Regions from separate parts of the Pan troglodytes genome. Here region 2 is linked to region 1. Evidence: chromatin contacts called from public Hi-C data. All regions are on one chromosome and are shown on one strand. Each heading gives the region's core, a stretch centred on a gene start, on an enhancer-like site or on the middle of the called end of the contact. The rest is flanking DNA. Distances are from core to core; before and after follow the strand shown. Region 1 holds the start of UBE2E3 (ubiquitin conjugating enzyme E2 E3). Region 2 holds the start of ITPRID2 (ITPR interacting domain containing 2).

Evidence for each region. A called contact is a pair of places that touch in the nucleus more often than the background predicts.
Region 2: a Hi-C map of stem cell-derived neural progenitor cells shows a contact between it and region 1, with 5 times the contacts expected there. The contact joins the promoter of ITPRID2 here to the promoter of UBE2E3 in region 1. A contact is called at or near these places in 1 of 7 Hi-C or Micro-C datasets (stem cell-derived neural progenitor cells) and 1 of 1 datasets of contacts at active chromatin or transcription factors (stem cell-derived excitatory neurons).

Annotation. Positions count from the first base shown.
Region 1 is chr13:83,014,624-83,018,538 of NHGRI_mPanTro3-v2.0_pri, reverse strand. It overlaps UBE2E3 (ubiquitin conjugating enzyme E2 E3), which reads right to left and starts at 1,705. Exons shown (of 6, transcript XM_016950121.4): 1 at 1,071-1,705; 2 at 1-33. The coding sequence starts at 8.
Region 2 is chr13:83,921,892-83,925,900 of NHGRI_mPanTro3-v2.0_pri, reverse strand. It overlaps ITPRID2 (ITPR interacting domain containing 2), which reads right to left and starts at 1,623. Exons shown (of 16, transcript XM_063790623.1): 1 at 1,041-1,623; 2 at 658-703. The coding sequence starts at 1,251.

The DNA.
Region 1 (3,915 bases), core at 456-2,955:
CTGGACATCTTGGTGAAGTTATCTCTTGGAAAACTTTTAAAGAGAACGGGAGGAGGAGGAGAAAATGTTAAATCTAGGAAATAAACCAACAGCATTTTCTTCTAGTCATCTAAAATCGTCTTGTAATGAAAAAGCTTCAAAAGTGTTCACACTTATTTCATCGTACAACAGGGGTACAGGGGAGGTGATGTGTCACACAACGCCAGCGTTCAGGGATTTGCCGAACTCAAGTTAGAAAACCCACTCACATTTTTTCCATCTCTTGGACAATCTATCAATTGTCTACTTTCTCAGAAGGCATGAAACAGATTTGCCAAGGAACTTAGGCAACAAGCATTAATAACATATGACACACTGTAAATAACAGATCTCGCTGAAAAATGTTTAAAAGTCACTAATAACGTCTAAATATTTACACATTGACATTGGTCAAAGCTACCAAATTCCCTTTCCGAGAGGAAAACACACCCTGTTAATCGCCCATATGCTTATTTAAGGTGGCGATTCCTCCTCAGTGCACGTAAAGCCTTTAAACACAACACTTGGAAATTTAAAAATCAACTAACGAGCTGCTCTAGCTGTTTCCACGGCCAGCAGCGAAGATTCATCCGGCCAAGACCGAGCTGCCACCCTGGGAAAAGCAGAATTCAAACTGCACCTTCTGCAAAGCTCCCAATGCCACCAAGGTTCCTCGCTCAATTTTTATATCACGGACCGACATTTTGTCCAAAATAACGAAAAAAATATGAAACCCAGAGAAAAAACAAACAAATAAACAAAGCCCCAAGAAGTCCAACAAATTTCCGCGCCCGCGGAGGCGAGCCACGGCCGGCGGCGGCGGCCACGCAGCTCCGCGGCCCTTTGTGGGGAGGGCCGCGCGGGGGCCGCGGGTAGCGCTCGCCGCGCCGGGCGCCAAGTGATGCGAGCAGCCCAGCCGGCCCCGCCGCGGCTCGCGGACACCGGCGGCGCGGGCGCCCGGCGCGAACAAAGCTGCCCGCCCCCGCCCCCTCCCCCACCGCCGCCGCCGCCCCGGCCGCCCCCAACGCGGCCCCCCGGCCCCGCCGCCTTACCTCGGCCGCCCGCCCGGCCCGCTCGCGCGCCGCTACGGTGTGGGGGAGGGAGAGAGAAAAAAACCCTTCCTTAAGGAAATGGAGGCAGCTGTGGGGGGGGGAAGGGGGGGGAGGGAAAAAAAGAAGCCGAGGAGGCTCTGGCCGGGGAGTGTGGAACATTGAAAGTCGGAGGGGGCTGTGCAGTGCCGGGCTCCGGCCGGAGGGTGGCGCCGCCCAGCGCCTTCGGAAAAAAGGGGGGGGTGGGAGCTCGGCTGGGCGAGGGCGCGAGCTCCCGGCGAGGCGGAGGGGACGCGGGAGACCCCCGCGCGCTGTAGCCTCCCGCCGCCGCCGCCCGGCGAGGCTCCTCCCGGCCGCGCAGTCAGCAAGTTCCGAGGCGAGCGCGGGGGGAGGGGCGGGCGCGGCGGCGACGCGCGGGCGCGGCGGCGACGCGCGTGCTCGCTGCTTGCCTGGCGGAGAGGCGCGCGCCGCCGACGCCCGGCGGGCGCGAGCCGTTCCCGCGCGCTCCCGTGCGCGCTCTCCACACCTCCCCTCACCCTGGGGGTGCACGCGTCCGCCCGCGCGCGGCCAGGACAAAGAGCGCGGCGGGGACCCGGCGGGCTGGCCCCTGCCGCCCTTGGCCGCGGAGCCTGTGCCAGAGAAGGCGGGGGAGCGGGCACCGTATCGCGGGGCCGCTGTGCCGCGGGGTGGCTTCCGGCCTGGGCCCGCCTCCGGGGCGAGGCTGCCCATTGGGCTACCCGCGTCCCCAGGGCTGGTTCCATCTCATCCGCCTGCGCGGGGGCCGTCGTGGCTCCCGGGGCCCCAGTACCTGGGCAAGGGCCCTGGGCGCGTGGTTGGGAGTCCCCCGCCGCCCCGGGAGACGGGAGACTAATGGGTGTTGTTGACGAGGCCAGGCACGCAGGCGGAGAAGAGCTGCCACTTGCCCCTCGCGTAAGCTGGAGGAAGGGACAAGTTGGGGTCCTGGGAATTGAAGAGGGTAGAATGTATTTGGAGATTAGGGGAACAACCTCTATTTCTTTTTGGCTCATAGCTTGCAACTGTCGCTGCCAAAGGGAACTGTCCTTCGGATTATTTGAAACCTTAAAAATCCAAAACAGTGTTTAAAATGTCCCGCTCAACATTCTTAAAAGTGAAGGAGAAGAGTTTGGGGTTGGGGGGTGGCGATGAGAGCTAAAACATGACACTTTTCTGCGGGACTCTTCTGTCTTGCACATGAGGAGCCAGTTCTGGAAAGAAAAGTCCTGAGTGATGTTGAGTCAGAATGTCCACCCAGAAAAGCTTTAGGTGGAGATAGTGACAGTTTTGTTTGTTCTACCATTCTTTTTGCAGTCTCCAGGTGGACTCTGCGGTTTTTACCCCGCGGCACAAAGTAGCCAGAATACAAAAACTTCCTGTTTGCCACCCAGACCTTCTCCAGCTACTGAGAACTTGTTCCGGTGATGGAGCCTCAAAGGAATTTGTGGATTCCTCTCCCACAAGTGTCTAGGGGCAGGGGTGCTGTGAGAATGTGCAGTTCACAAAGGGAGCGAGAATGGCAGTCAAAACATGTACAGAGTTAAGGGAAAGAAGAAAAGACTGAGTGAGCCAACTTATTTGCTTACTATTTCTCCTAATAGAAAACTTTTGGTAAAGGCTTGATAGCAACTCTAAAGAGTAAGTTACATTTCCATAATTTTCCAAAGACACAGTCATTCAGTTAACTTTATTGAGGGCTATATGTTGCTAGGTGCTGGACATACACTCATTCAATTGCTGTGTGACTAAAGCCAGGTCTCTACTCTGTGCTAAGAGCTCCTAGTCCAGAAGGGGAACAGTTCATTAAAGTTCGCGAGGTTCATAAGTAGTAAGGATATTCCACTCAGAATGAACAGATAGAATATCTCATGCTTCAAAAAAGATCATGGTCTGTGTGTGGACAAGCATTTTGATTTGGCTGGGTCAAAGAGTGCTTGTGGGAAAAGCTTGTTAGTGAAAATAAAAGCAGAATTTTCCCCCAGCTTTACACGATGTGATGTTACAGCAAAAGCCAGCCAATTTGGAGTTGAAGCTTTGCTTTGTTTGGAATGGGGAGACAGAAAAGGAAAGCTGTATGTTAAACATGGGTTCTTTTAGGAAATTTAAGAACAGAAATAGCCTGAAGGCCCAAAGGCCAATTGCTGATAGGATTTAGTGGGGTAAGGAGCTTAGGGGAGAAAGATATTTAGTTGTTTGGTAACATCTTCTACAGAAGAAATAGTATTGGGTTGAAAAGCCAGGGAAGTGTATTCTAATCCTCATTCTACGAAGTTCATATGACCTCAGGCAAGTTAAGTTATTTCAATTACTTTTATGTAAAAGGAGATTGTATCAAAGGTTCTAAGTCCTCTCCTGCTCAAAAATTCCATGATTCCGTGATTCTTTGGCGAATTTGAAGTCATGGAGTTTAACTTAACATTCACCCAACAGAATATTTAGGATCTACTAACTGCTTGGGAAACTGGAGTGAAACATGGGTCATCCTCTTAACCAAGCTCAATTGTGCAGTGGGGCAGCCAGAAATGTAGCCTGCAGAATGAGAAGTGCTGTATTAAAGAAGTAAAGAGAATGAGAAAAGAGCATTACTAATCATCAATTAATTAATAATGGAACTATTAATTCAGGTTGGAATTGTGGGGCATGAGGTAAACGTCAAAGAAGGAAACATTAGATTGGTCCTGGAGACAGCACTAGGGCCAGTGATAATGTAGATAATATAGATAATGCTCTTGGCAAAATACCTGGAATTTGGGTGTTCAACAAATAATACCTATTGTTAAAGTCACCGTAAAGATAATGAATGGCTCCATAAGGTTAGGGGCAGTAGTGCCCT
Region 2 (4,009 bases), core at 374-2,873, 910 kb before region 1:
GTAGTCAGATTTACGTGCAACATGATTCATCTCCTCTGTATTTTATCAAACATTTTTGTACCAGTTGCCAAAGCACGTAATTAAACAGATTTATGCAGTCTGAATGCTTTTCAAAGTTCTATTCCCTGAGAATTCAGTGCCATCTGACAATTCCATGTTCAAGAAGTAAACTATAAGTACAAAGTTAGCTAGTTTTAATAGCTCCCCAAACAAAAACAAAATTAAAGCCCATTTAGTGTAGTTAGGTAAATCAAACTCGTCTAAAACACATTTGAAAGGAAAATGATTCCGTGCCAGTTGTACAGATGCCAAAACTAAAGCAAAACAAAATATCCTGTGAGATGTGAGAATTCTTTCAAATAAAAACAGAACAAATTTGGCATGATTATCTGTTCTGGATTTCTGATCTCTGATGCTAACACGATGCGTGAGTAGCTCAAGTCCTAACTGTAAAGTCAACACGGTCACCAAATAATCAGCGGTCACAGCACTTCCATTTCTAATCGCTTAGAGGAGGAAGCTATCCGCCGGCTCACTTTCCGGTTTGTAGCTTACAACGGTCGCGGGACCCACAGGGACGCGGCCCGAGTGGCTCTGCTCCGGCGTCCCGTCCGCACGGATCTCCCCCGGGACGCGGGCGGGCCAGGGAGCACTCACCGGCAGTCCTTGAGCCATATCGCGATCTTCTCGTTGGGCACGTTTCCTGGGGGTAGAGAGAGGGGACAGCACGTTACCACCCAGGAGCACTACGACGGCGGAGTCACCCTGGACCCTCCCAAGTAGGAAAATCTACCACGGCAAATGCAGCCTAAGCGACACGTCTCAGTGTCCCTTGGCAGGGAAATCGGATGGCACCCAGTTGTCTGTGTTGACGCTGGGGGCGCCTCGTCCAGCGCGCGCGTTTGAAGGTCGGAAGTGTCCCCTCTCCCCTCGGCCTACCGTGCCCGAGGCTCTCCCAGAACTCGTGGCAGGCGCCCAGGGCGCACGAGACTCTCCCCAGCCCACCAGCCTCCCCCCAGAGCCCGGCCGGGCGCACCGACCTCTTCCCCCCGCTGCCGGCAGCTGCGCGCCGGGGAGGTCCTCCTCCTCGTCCTCCTCCTCGTCCTGCGTCGTCGCTTCTGTGGACAGATCCTCCGTCTCCGACGCTTGCCAGGAGCTGCGGCACTTGGCCCAGGCCTTCCTCCTGCGACTCGCCACTTGCCACTCCAGTTCCTCCTCCGCCTCCGCCGACGACGACAGGGGCCGGTCCATGGCCGCACTGGGGGCTCCGCTACCCCAGCCGGACCCTGCGCGAGACACGGCGGCGGCGGGGACCCCCGCCCTTGCTGTCAGCGCCCGGCCGGGCAGGGGGCCCCGGGGAGCTGAAGCGGGCGCCGGAGGAGGAGGAGGAGGAGGAGGAGGAGGGGACAGGGAGGGAGGGAGGGAAGGAAGGGGAGGGAAGGGGCGGAGGGCCGGCGCTTCACATGAAGGCGGCCGGGCGCGGCGCGGGAGCGCTAGTGGCCCGAGGGAGCGCGGCTGGGAGCCGAGCGCCCGCCCGGCCCCTGCTCCCCACCCCCTGCCTGACGCGCCCGGAGCAGGCCGGCCGCTGCGCGTCTGCGCGCCTTCCCTCGGCGGCGGCCCACGCCCCCTTCCGGCCGGGGGCGCGCGGGGCGCGGTAGGGCGGGGCGCGCCCGGCGCGACGCGGAGCAGGCCAGCCCCCGACTACTGCCCGCGGAATGGGCAAGATTAGTTTGTTAATAATCTTTCCTCCTCTCCTCCTCCTCCTCCCTCACCTAAAAATAGAACGAAAGTGGGGAGGCCAAGTCTCACAAAACATCCCCCGCGAGAAAACAAGTGTCTGCTTGGGCACCCTGAAACATACACTTGAAAGAGTCGCCTGAATGTAGACTCTTTAGTGTCCAAGGAATTGGGGTAAGGACGGAAAGAGGTGCTTGATTGGTGTTGCCAAAATGTCAAAACTGCAAAAGACTAAGCTTCCTGGAGTGCTACTTTCATACTTAAAGTTATTTATCGTGTTTATGTTATGAATGAAAATGAATTGTGAAAGGATATTTAATCTGGAAATTTCACATTGAAGTTGGACTTCGGTGAGGGAGAATAGAGGAAACAATTGGGACAATGTGGAGATAGTTGCTTGGATTTTGGTGAGACAGCATGATACAAGAAACAAATGATGTCAGGGTTCAAAACTTTTTAAAGCCAGCTTTGGCATTCCGTTTTGTTATGTTTAAATTCTCATTAACAAAAAGACTCAAATTCTATCCAAAACCAGACACGATGTGACAGACCTATCAAGCAGCATTGTTCCCCTAAATGTTATGTCTGAACTATACATATAAGTAAGGCTTCCAATATTTTATTGTACTTGGCTATGCTCTGAAGAACAAGTTAGAACACTTTTTAAAATCTTAACGTGATTGAAAAGAATATTTTGCATAGACAAAATATTTTAAGGAAGGAATTATTTTTCATTTGAAATTAAAATCAAGAGCATAGTAAAATTCCTAATGGAAGCATTCGAATTACAAGGTAATTAAGTGCATTGTCATTGATAGCTACAGGAAACCATAACTTTTGGAGAATTTGGAATGAAGAATGCTCTGGAGATGAAATAGTGCCTAGTTTTTGTCCAGGCATTTACACATAAGTCATAGACTACTAAAATAGCACACTGATTTTCCTGCCTTCATTCTTTCCTATCTCCTTTCTAGCGCATTGCTCTAGATTTACAATTCCAAGACATCTTCTAATGGTTTACTAATATTCCCAAGATCAAATCCAAAATCCAGACTAGCTTTCCAGAACCATCATAATATTCTCCTGAGTCTCATCTATGTACTGCCAAATGTCAGGGGAGTTAGAACAGTGATATTAATATCTCTATGGCTTGAAATTTCACTACTAGAAAATCTTTTCTTTGAACCTATAAGACTTTCTCAGCCTTCAAGGGTCCTGTAGTAGGATGCAGCTAACAGTTTAATGGCTCTCCAAAATAGGTCAGAGTCTCGCTGCCTGTGTGGAAGATGAAAAAGAGAATGAATAAAGAAGGTACCTAAGAAGAAGCATTGAAAGGGCTGGTCAAGTGCCACAAAATATGCTGCCTTCAAAGTTTTATCCAGGGTTCTTACGTACCCACCCTGTTCCTCTGCTGCTCCCAGCTTCAATTCTATCATATCTAAGTGCTGTTGCCTACTCTGTCTTTGCTAATTAATTCATTCCTGTTCTTTCTGTCCACTACCTTCATGACTTTCAAAATCTAGCTAAGCCAGAACTTTTTGACTCCACCATTCCACCACTCCTGATCACACCCCTCCCACAGGGATCTGATATACAACAGCCTGTCTACGTCATTTATTTGGGGACTGGATTGTAGAGTAAATAATAAGACTGGCCCTGGAAGGTATGTTTGGCTTACTAGCCAGATTGTAAATTGTGAGAGATGATAGAACATTCTTCAGTATTCTTGCACCCCTTACACTTTTAAATGCTGATCCCACAAGGGATAATGGGTCTTCTTGAGGTAGTTTCTGTTTTCTGTGTTCTTCAAAGAGACACCTAAATTGATTATTTTAAAATTTGCTTCATGTTATTTCTATAATGCTTATATTTTATTTAGGTTTGCAGTTGTTTAAATACACTTTCAGATGACAACAACAAAGAATTCTTGTGAAAGGCAATAATTAACCATAGTTTAAAAAAAATCAAACAACCAGAGTCAAGTAATAAGGGGGAAAAATTACCAGCAGGTAACAAAGTAGAATATATACATTATTCAGTTTCCGGTAGCACAAATGTGTGCTTTCTTCTACATGGCATTTTTTAATGAAATATGTTGAGGGTATAGAAGTAATAGAGAAGGAAATCCTTGAAGTAGTATGCTATTGCCTTGAAAAGTAAGGTTTTTTCATTGTATTCTCAACTTTTACAGATGTTTCAAAATGCCCAAGGTATTTCATTTATTCGATAATGAATACTACACATGAAGAAAGTCTGCATGTTTGCTTCTTCG